2 separate regions of the Urocitellus parryii genome follow, and region 2 is linked to region 1. A link is a contact called in public Hi-C data. All regions are on one chromosome and are shown on one strand. The core of a region is the stretch at or near the end of the contact, and the rest is flanking DNA. Distances in the headings are between cores, read along the strand shown. Region 1 holds the start of Habp4 (hyaluronan binding protein 4). Region 2 holds the start of Prxl2c (peroxiredoxin like 2C).

Region 1 (5,486 bases), core at 1,752-4,251:
GTAGAGCGCTTGCCTGGTGTATGTGAGGCCCTGGATTCAAGTCTCAGCACCCCATAAATATAAAATAAAGGTCCATTTACAACTGAAATAAATTTTATAAAAGAAAGGAAGGAAGAAAAACATCTCCCATCCAACTACAGAAGCATGTGGGTGTTTATTCCACCTACTTTCCACTTTCTCTAAGTTATTTTTTAACTATATCAATAAAATTTGGACTCCACCATCCAAAACTTAAAATATTACATTTATTACACATTTTATGATAGTCTCTTCCAACATTTCTGGATATAAATTGAAAACTGTTCAATACAATTGGTTACTTAATAAGATAATTTACCAATACCCCGAAAACATTCCATTCTCCCTCCAAAATGCAAAGAGGAAAAGATAACCAGCAAACATTTTTTTCCCTACCACTTCGTTCTAAGGGATCAAGAGTGCAACTGCACCTCGCTTGTCTTTCTGTGCTGGATCAGCAGCTTCAAGTAGGTACTGCAAACACTGCAATTCACCAGCCCTTTCCAATAAAAGGCTGGCACATGCACTTTGATTACTTATGTAAACCCAAGCCCATAGGAGAAACAGTCCACAGTGAAATTTACATTAAGATTTACTATAAAATACAGTTGAGCTTTGGCTCAAAGACCATTTTGAAAGGCTAGGAAAAAGCAAAGCTTAAACAGCCTCTTGTGATTCAAGAACAAATTTACTGGGCAAGGTTTAGCCCAAGGGGTTATGCACATCACTAGACCCTCCAGGATACAAAAACCCAATGTTTCTCTAGGATAAATCTTACAACTTTCACAATTTTTTGAAATGTTTCTATTACATGTCAAACCTGTTTGATATTTATACTAAGCATTCCACCTGTAACATTCAAACAAAATTAAAATGTTGAGGGTAGAAAAGCTCAGTTCCTATTAACGCTTGAGAGTGGCTAACACCCACTACAAATTTAGTACACTAACTACATAAATGAAATTAATGAGATGTCTGCTCCTGAAATTACATATTCTTGAAAAATACCTACAATGACAAAATTCCATTCTAACCACAAAATCAACTAAAGATCTTTAATAAAGAGCTCAAAAGCCAGACTGACTAGACTGTGAACAACTGACAGGAAAAAAAGCTATAAGCGTGTGTACTAGATTACAATGTCAAGCGAAAGAAGTAGGTTGCAACCCAGTTTCTAACATTTAAGTTTAGAAAAATATAGAAAACACTGTACATTTTTTGTGTATAAATTTATGCATATAAATGCACAGTGCTAACAGTAGGAAAAATTGGGGTTTCACTTAACCTTACATTTTGAGACTTTGAATTTTTCAAAACAAAAATACATTTGAGCTTTAAAAGGGCTAAAAATCAATATATTAAAAGCACTAACTGCGGTTTCACACTTCTTTTAGCATATTTTCATTTGTTAAAAAATACATTTTAAAAGCATCAGCTTCCTCAATTCTGTTATTCCTATGAATCCAAATGAATTTGAGAAAAACACAGAGCATAATACAAAACGTGCAGTATATTTTGTCTCACTGTTTTGATACGGTCAGACACTGCGGTATCCAATAGCATTTTTTTTTTTTTACAACTTTCAACATCTTTATTGTAGTGACTTGATGATGCTGAAGCACGTTTCTGAACTTAACTTCTCACAAAGGTAAACATCACCTAGTTGCAAGCTCAAAGCCAGTCATTAGACCAGGAGTGTTCTCCTGGGCTGGATGCATAATTGTTATCAGGAATGTGCCAATAAAGCTGACTCTAACTCACTTCCAAACACTCTTTCCTCAGGCCCACTACCTTATTTCAGGAGCACGGAGGACACAGGTGGAGGCCAGCCGACCCAGGCCCTGACGCAGTCCAGGTGAGACCTCGGGCTGCGGACAGCACCACGCGAGCCGCGCGCACTCGCTCCTTCTGATCGGAAGGTTAAATGCGCTTTCCCTAAAGCAGCCTCGCGTCCACCGCGAGTCACACATCCCACCAACACTCCAGGCGGCACTGGAAGACAGCACCGGGCGGCACCTGGACGGCCGCACGAGCACCCGCAGAGGCGCAGAGGCGCAGAGCGCGCGGAGGCCGGGCCCCGCGGCAGCCCGCCACGGTCGCCTGGGGCCCCTCCGTCACAGAGCCGAGCCCGGGCACCGCGCGGCTCCCGTTCCATCCGCGGGGCCGGCGGCGCCCCCTCCTTCCCATCAGGCTTCTCCGCCGCTCCCGACCCGCAACCTGCAGCGGCTGGGCGGACGGCGGCGGAGGTCCTGCCGGCTCCAGCCCCCGGAGTGCCCGGTGCTCGCCCCCCACGCGCCCCAGCAACTTGGCCGGAGTTGCGCAGGCCCAGCTGCAGGATCCGCAGACCCTCTCCGCTCAGGGTCCGGAGAGCGCAGGAGGGACGTGAGCCCGACCCCTCGCCCAGCCTGCCGGCCCCGCGACCCTCACCCCCGCCCAGCTCCGCCCGCGCCCCTTCCCAGGGAACCCGTCTCACAGCGAGGCGATGACCCCTCACTCTCCTTCCTCCCTCGGGCGCCGGGCCGCCGGACGCCTACCGGGCTGCTGCGGGCCACCTCCGGGACTGTCCGGCGGCGCTCCAGCGAGGCTCTTGCGCTCCTTCTGCGACTCCCTGCGACCGCCCGCGCCGGGCCTGTGACCCGAGGCCCCAGCCGGGCTCTTTCCCCCGCGGCCACCGGCGGCCGCCGCCGCTGCCGCCGCCTCGTCGCGCTTCCTGCGCTGCAGCTGCTGCTGGCGCCGGCGCTCGGCCTCGCGCAGGATGTCGAACGGGTCCGACTCGTCGTCCAGCAGCTGATGGAAGCGGTTGGCCACGACGCAGCCGAAGCTCTCTTGCATCGCGGCGCCGGCGGCGGCCGCAGCCACAGGACTCCCCAGGGCGCCCTTCATGCCGCCGCGGCACTGCGGCCCGCCGCGGGCAGCCCACGCGCGCGAGTCTCAGCGAAGCCGGCGGCGAGGACCCATCCCGCTGCTGCCACCGCCCTCCCTGCCCGGCCCGGCCCTACCCTACCCGGCCCGGCCCGGCCCGGCCCTCCGGGCCCCCGCCCGGCGTTGCCGCGGCCCGCCCCGCCCCACCGCCCTCCGACAACCAATCAGCGTGCGATGACACGCCCCCTTCCCGATCCAGTGCGCCCTGACGCCCAATCACCGGCCGGCGGCTGTCGCGTCACGCGACCTCTATGTCCCGCCCCCTCAGACTCGGAAGGGGGCGGGGCCAGGGGCGGAGCCACTAGGGAGACCCGGGGCCGCGGTGCGGGCGGTTCGGACGCCGAGCGGGTCACCGGTACGCGTTTTCTCCGGGACTGGCTCCGTGCTCATTACCAGCCACACGTCGTCGAAGGTGGCTATTCCTTTAGCCGTTTGGCGGCTACGTGTTGAACTCGTACTGTGCGCCGCGTATTGTGTCGGAGGGTCCCACTCCGTGTTTTCCCGGACCTCTGGCTGCAGAGGGAAAGAAGGTGCGCTGGAGAGGAGGCACGGTTCTTCACCGCGCAGGGACCTGTCCTGCTGGAGGCCTTCCCCTGGGAAGTGACGGTGAAGCTGAGAGTGACAGTTAGGGGCCGCAGGGAGGCCAGTGCGGACGGCGGGGAGAGCGGCGGAGTTCAGCCGCGCTGGCCCGGAGTTTGGGCAGGGCCTTACCGGCTCCGTGTCGGAGCGTGGGAAGCTAGTGGGAAGCAGGAGCCATTTGCGTTTGAAAAGGCCTCTAACGTGAAGGAATCCCGTCGGAGGAAGGGGTCAAATGGATGCTGGGAGGCCAGCAGAAGGAGGTTGCTGAAGTCCGGGGAAGAAGTGACGATAACAACTCGGACTAGGGTGATGGCAGCGTAAGTGAAGAGAGTGAGTGGACTCCAGAGCTGTCCGGGAGGTTCTATCAGCCGGCCCTGGCCTCGCGCCTACGTGTAGGGGCGATGGAGAAGAAGGAACAGGGTAGGAGGGCTATTTTTCTGACTTGGGGCTTGGAATGGGAGTACTAGTCACAAAGAAAGTGAACACTGGAAGAGAAAATCGTGAGTTCAGTCCTGGCCATGTTGAGGTTTGTTTGTGTGTGTGTGTGTGTGTGTGTGTGTGTGTGTGTTGAAATATTCAGTTAAGGCCTGGAGCTCAGAATGCTGAATTGGACTTCCTCCAGGAAATCTTGCCCAGGCACAGGTACTCTTGGCTGCCCATGCTAGTCATTCTCTCCCTCTTACATTTTCTAATCTGTTCGGGTATCAGGTGGCTGTAGGCCCCAGGGGAAGTGGGGCTCCTTCCAGCTTCAATCTTGATTAACCTTAAATCATTTATTGTAATTCCATTCCCTTGCCAGTGGCTGAGGAATAGTCTGTGTCACAAATCTGGCAGGACAGAGTAGAGGGGAAATATTCTGGTAAACTTTGTCTTGCACCTAAACAGGGATTAAGAAAGAATCCCTAGGTGGTGCACACCTGTAATCCCAGCAGTGCAGGAGGCAGAGGCAGGAGGATGACAAGTTCGAGGCCAGTCCCAGCAGTTTAGCAAGCCCCTAAGCAATTCAGCAAGTCCCTAAGCAACTTACTGAGACCCTGTTGCAAAACAATAATAAATAAATAAATAAATAAAAAGGACTAGGGATGTAGCTCAGTGGTAAAGTGGCTCTGGTTCAATCCCAAGTGCCAACAAAACAAAACCAAATCTTTCCCACAGCTTCCCCACTTTTGCACTTTGGTCCTTACTGAATGGGGAGGACAAGTTAGTTGCTGCCTCTTGTTGTGACAATTGATGGATAAGCCCTAGGTCCTTGACATTGTTGAGCCACTGACTTGGCTCATTTAGGAACCCCTCTACCTCAGACATCACTATATAAGATGATCAATGCATGAATTGTTGAAGCTATTCTGAGTTGTGTTTTTTTTTTTCTTGTATCCAAAAACAGCCTGTTAGAGCATCTTGCTCAGGTGCTTCTTGACCACTTTTGACTTACCTTCAACAGCAAATGAAAGGAAATTTTTAATCCTAAATATTTCAAGAGTCTGTGTTTTATTCACTTATTCAACTGTCATTCTTAAGGAGATCAAGGATGATTTCTTGTCTCATTTGTTGCAATTTGTATTCTCAGGGCTTGGCACTCTGGCAGCTATACAGTGGGTTCTCAGTAAAATATGTTGAATGACTGAAGATTTCAAGATATTTAGTCATTTCCTTCTTTGAATCAACAGATTTCTACCCAAAAGAATTGAAAGCAGTTATTCAAACAAAAACTTATACTAATATACAAAGACACTGTTCACAATAGCCAGTGAGTGGAAACAACTCAAGTACATCAGCCGATGAATGGATATATAAAATGTGGTACAGCAGATGATTATTTGGCCATCAAAAGGAATGAAGCATTGATGCTACAACATAACAAGCTACAAGAGAAGCATACCTTGAAAACAGTAAGTGAAAGAAGCCAGAAGCAAACGCTGCATATGGTTTCATTTGTAAGAACTGTCCGGAATGGGCAAATACCAGGG
Region 2 (5,486 bases), core at 1,607-4,106, 170 kb before region 1:
TTCTGGTTGCCTTCTATAGGAGTAGGACCGCAGGACAGTTATGGAAGAAGTAGAAAAACATAAGATTTTTGAGTTGTAAGAGAAAAATTTAGGTTTCATTTGGCCATTTTGTGAACAAACAGACCATAGACCTGCGGTGGAGACAACCTGAAAGAGGAACAAGACTGCAGGATAAAGGAACAGGGCTTATGTGGTGGGGCTGAGGGAGACACTGAGGGTAGAACTGTGTGGAAAGAACAGACAGGGGACAGTGTTCAGAGACAAGCCAGGAAGGCAGGAAGGCGTGGAGATGAAAGTCATTCACAAGTATTCATTGTAGACTGATTATGTGCCACGTTTAGGTTGCAGATCCACAAATTTAAAGTAGGCCAACGGAATGTGAAGTCTAGAGGGAAAAGACAAGAGGGAATTCTGATCACATCCAAGGTGGAAGGGATTTCAGGAACCATGTTTAGTTCAAGGGAGGGAGAAAATGGACGGGAGAAGGAAGCAGTGCTTCTGAAGTTTTCAGTTATCACAGATAAGTGGAGACTCTGAAATATGATTTCAGGAGTAAGAAGAGTGGGGAAGTGCTTAGGAGAAAAGTAAAGCAAGGGGAGAAAGGGGTGGCTTGAAGTGAAGAGTGCCCTTTAAAATTGATGGTCCCAGAAGGCCCTACTGAGAAGATGACATGATGACAGCTCGATTTTCAAAGACATTGAGAGCAATGTGTAGCATGTATCTCCCACTAACTGTGCTTTCACTTCTAGCCTTTATACATGAAAACTAATAATAAAAACAAGGACTAAGGAAGTTATGAAGACAAAAGAACTTAAATGTTCTCTGGTCCAGCCCTGGGAATCTTGGGCAAAAGGTCCAACAATGAGACACCCCAGTGATCAACCAACTTCCTCATCCAAGGCCAACCAGACTTCATATAGGCTGCAGATGCTGTGGCCACCTGCCAGACACAGGAAGTGCGGGCCTGCGGAAAAACAGAAAGTCCCATCAGAATCCAGTGTTTAGCTTTAAATGTAAAATGACCTGGGATGTAAGAAAGGCAGCTGGAGGGGAGAGCAGGATGAAAAGTTATCACTGGAGTGTAAAAATCCACAGTCTCTTGACAAACGGGAGGTGAGAAGGAAGGACCCCAACCTGACCTACAGAGATGAACTGTGTACCTGCCCAAAGGCACTCAGTCCCAGGGGACTTGCCCACCACAAGAGAGCAAATGGAAGTGGGGACAACTAAAGGTATATTTCTTCAAATAAGAGACCATAAGTGACCCTTGGGAAGACTGTACACCCATAGTACTTAGTCACTGAGGAACTGGGGGAGGAGGGAGACAACCCTTGTGCTCTAGGGAATAAAATGCTGGTTGTACCCAATCTGTGTGTCCCTGACCACCAGGTACCCGATCTTGCAAGATTGTTATTAATGTAAATCCTCCCTTTTTGCTATACTTCGTGTCTCTTAGGCCATTCTCTGAGTTTGGACAGGAGAGTGCGTTTCTCACAGAGGTTAATACAAAACAGATGCTGAGGGTGGGGTGTGCAGCTCACTGCTAGAGCACTTGCCCTGCATGCAGGAGGCCTGGTTTCCATCCCCAGGACCACAAAAAGCAGAAGTCTGATGCTCAACCATCAAACTCCATTGCCATCCATCACCACCCTTCACCTCAGTGGATCATCTCACCTGAGTGTATGGTAGGTAACTAGTCTTAGATATAAACCTTTTGAATAGAACACATGGACTCCTGAAATATGTTTCTAAAATAGATTTATCGTGCCCACTGTTTGAAAGCAGACTTTTTCTAAAGTGACCAAAATGTTTCATATTTCAAGAGCTGTGGATGACAGATGAATAAGGAGTCAAAATCGCCCTAACTGTGGATAGGAGACATACCGTGATGGAGGAGACATTAATGGCATAATCTAGCGGGTGGGTAACAGAGTCTTCACTGTGACATTTTTTCATAATGGAAATTTTTAATTGAGCGGTTCACGTAAGACGTCGTGTCTGAGTCACACTATATGTTAATACGCCCCCCCCACCAAAAAAAAGCACCTGCATTTAGGAGGGGTGGGTTAAAATGGAACAGGACAATTTACTTGGCAATAGATACGATGGTCCTGCATAGGAAATCCCTCTTCACTTCCTCGGTAAGGAGTTTTCCTGAATAAAACTAAAACGGATTCACACAGCTATGCACGCGGGGCCGCCCTACCAGGAAGAGCTCAGCCTGAAAACGCGCTGGCTGCGGCACTCGGAGGAAAGAGAATGCAACAGCTCGCCGGAATCCCGCGTGCCAGTCCGGCTCGGGCACGGCCCCGCCCTCCGCCCCGCCCCAGGCACGGCCCCGCCCTCCGCCCCGCCCCAGGCACGGCCCCGCCCCAGGCACGGCCCCGCCCTCCGCCCCGCCCCAGGCACGGCCCCGCCCTCCGCCCCGCCCCAGGCACGGCCCCGCCCTCCGCCCCGCCCCAGGCACGGCCCCCGCCCTGCTAGGGCATGGCCCCGCCCCCGCCCCCCGCCCGGCTCAGGCAAGGCCCCGCTCAGTGCGCCCTCCACTACGCGACCTCATTCCAGTGAGCCGCGTTCCGCCTCGCTCCGCCCCAATTAGGCTCCGCCCCGTGTCTCGCCCCGCCCCTCTCGGACACTGCCCCCGTCTCTCAGGCACTGGCCCGCCTCTCGCCCCGCCCCCTCCACCCCTTGCGCCCTCCCCTACGCTACTTCAGTCCCGAGGGCCGCGTTCCGTCTCGCTCGGCCCCTGTCAGGCTCCGCCCCGTGTCTCGCCCCGCCCCGCCCCTCAGCCCTGCTCCGCCCCGCCCCTCAGCCCTGCCCCGCCCCGTGCGTCCTTCCCCGCGGGTTCAGCCCGGAGTGCGGCGCTCGCCGGGTCCTTTTCCCCCCTCGCCCGGTTCGCTGTGGCCCCGCATCCGGCTGGAGCGGACCCCGGGCTCTCGGACGCAGGTCCTGATGGCGGCGCCCGTTACTCAGCAGGTCAGCGGCGGCGCCGCCCCGTCCCCGAGCCCGGCGCTGGCCGGCCCTGAGAGCGGGCAGCCCCTGGCGCCCTCCGTGGCCGAGTTGCCGGTGCTGGACGCCACGGGGAAGAGGCTGCCCTTCGGCGCACTGTTCCGGGAGCGACGCGCCGTGGTGGTCTTCGTGCGGGTGAGCGCGGCGACCCAGAGGGGGTGGCTCCGCAGGTCCTGGCGCCTGCGAACGGGCCGGCCGGGCCTGGCCTTCCGGTGTCCGCCGCTCGGCAGCGAGGCCATCCCCAGCCAGCGGCGGCGCAGCCCGGACGTCCTGCCCCCTCGAGCGCTGCATTTCCTACGGGCGCTCCCGGCCGCGGCGCCGCCGGGCTGACTCGCCCTGTTGTGTGTTGGGTTTCAGCATTTCCTGTGTTACACCTGCAAAGAATACGTGGAGGACCTGGCCAAAGTCCCCGAGCGACTCCTACACGTAAGTTTCCCGACGGTGGGTGGCAGTGTCCTGCCTCAGGACGGAGTGAGTGGCGCCTGACGCTTATAACCGCCGGCGTGGAGTGTGGAGGGTGCATGACCTGCATCCCCAAATCTTCCACTTCCTCCCATTTCTCCAACCCCTCAAAAAAGGAGGAAAGAAGTTAGAGATGTTTTGTCCTAATTTATTGCCACTTGCTTGTAAACAGTGCTACCTAGTAATTACCAAGTAATGTGCCTAGTAAATGTTGAGTGATAATGCTCCAAATCAAGTGCTGGAAATTGGTTGGTTGGTTGTTTTTTGTTTTTGGTACTGAGGATTGAACCCAGGGGTGCTTAACCATTGAGCCTCATCCTCAGCCATTTTTTTTTTTTTTTTTTGTATTTTATTTAGAGGCAGGGTTTCGCTGAGTTGTTAAGTGCCTCGCTAAATTGCTGAGGCTGGCTTTGAACTCATTATCCTCCTGCCTCTGCCTCCTAAACCACTGGGATTACAGGCATGTGCCACTGCGACCAGCTGGAAATTGATATTGTTGTCCCTTTATTTGTGTTACGCCGCCAAATAGTTGTTACTTGTAGGAAAATTGTAATGTATCTTTTTTTTTTAAGAGAGAGAGGGAGGGAGAGAGAATTTTTTAATATTTATTTTTTAGTTTTTGGTGGACACAGCATCTTTATTTTATTTTTATGTGGTGCTGAGGATCAAACCCAGAGCTCTGCGCATGGCAGGCGAACCACATCCCCAGCACCTGTAATGTATCTTACAGATGCCAATTTGTATTTAATAGACTGCAAGTTTCACTACTCTGTTTTTCTTCAGGTATTACATAGGTTTGGTCCCAGGTAAGCTTTTTAAGTGAAGATATTAGATAGGCTTTGTAAAACTAAGGTCTGTTTTCAGTAGACCTTATCTATTGGAATGAAAAAATAAAATAAAATTGCCTCATTAAATAAGCCTGCTTGTGTGTTGTGGTTTTTAATTTTTTAATTATCTTTGTTTTTTCAGTACTTGGGATTAATCTACATCCCCATTGTATCTAGTGGCTCGGGAGGCAGGAGGATCACAAGTTCAAAGCCAGCCTCTGCAATTTAGTGAGGCCCTGAGCAACTCAGCAAATTTTTAGACTAGTATTCTTAAGTTTCCCAGGCTGTCCTCAAAATTACAGTCCTCCTGCTTCCGCTATGCTTCCGCTACCTGAGTAGCTGGGATTATAGGCATGTGTCACCCATGCCTGAGGAATACATCATTTTGAAAATTTTTTTTTTTATTTTTCCTCTGCATGCCCTTTTATTCTTTCTCTGTGTGTGTGTTTTTCCCAAGAGCTGGAGATCCAACCCAGGCCTCACCCATGCTAGTCAGTACTCTGCCACTGAGCCACATCCCCAACTCACCTTTGTCCTTTTTTTAATTGGATACTTTGTTTTCTTGCTATTTAATTGTTTGAGCTTCTTATATTTTTTGGATTTGGGTTCCCTATCAGATACAGAGTTTATTGTTTCTCCCAAACTGTGGGCTTTCTCTTCACTCTAATTATTTCCTTTGCTGTGCAGAAGCTTTATAATACAACCATGCCTATGTTTGCTTTTGTTGCTTGTGTTTTGGGGTCATATCCAAGAAATCATTGCCCAATCTAATGTCATTGAGCTTTTCCCTGTTTTCTTCTAATACTTTTACAACTTTAGTCTTCCATTTAAGTCTTGGAATTTTTACTTAGCAAAAGAATCATCTAAGTTCATCAGACATTTTAGAACAAGTTTCTTTATGTTGCACACAATCTTGCTGTACCATTCTTCTAGAAGCCTATAGGTGGCATTAGAATGAAACAAAAGAGTGGGATTAGGGGAAGACTAGGAAACAATTCTGTTAACATGCACATTTTTTTTTTCTCCTAAAGGAAGCAGATGTCACCCTTATAGTGATTGGACAGTCATCCTACCATCATATTGAGGTAAATATCTACCAAATTGGGGAACTCAGAGATTAAATTTGTTTCAGGTTTAAGTGCTATACATCTGTACCTAGTGGCTTAGGAGGCAGGAGGATCATAAGTT

The links. A called contact is a pair of places that touch in the nucleus more often than the background predicts.
Region 2: a contact with region 1 is called in a Hi-C map of muscle, with 5 times the contacts expected there. The contact joins the promoter of Prxl2c here to the promoter of Habp4 in region 1. A contact is called at or near these places in 2 of 2 Hi-C or Micro-C datasets (liver and muscle).

The regions. Positions count from the first base shown.
Region 1 is chr13:64,741,196-64,746,681 of mUroPar1.hap1, reverse strand. Habp4 (hyaluronan binding protein 4) reads right to left here and starts at 3,001. Exons shown (of 7, transcript XM_026380487.2): 1 at 2,553-3,001. The coding sequence starts at 2,901.
Region 2 is chr13:64,907,475-64,912,960 of mUroPar1.hap1, reverse strand. Prxl2c (peroxiredoxin like 2C) reads left to right here and starts at 2,856. Exons shown (of 6, transcript XM_026380492.2): 1 at 2,856-3,144; 2 at 3,367-3,435; 3 at 5,330-5,383. The coding sequence starts at 2,953.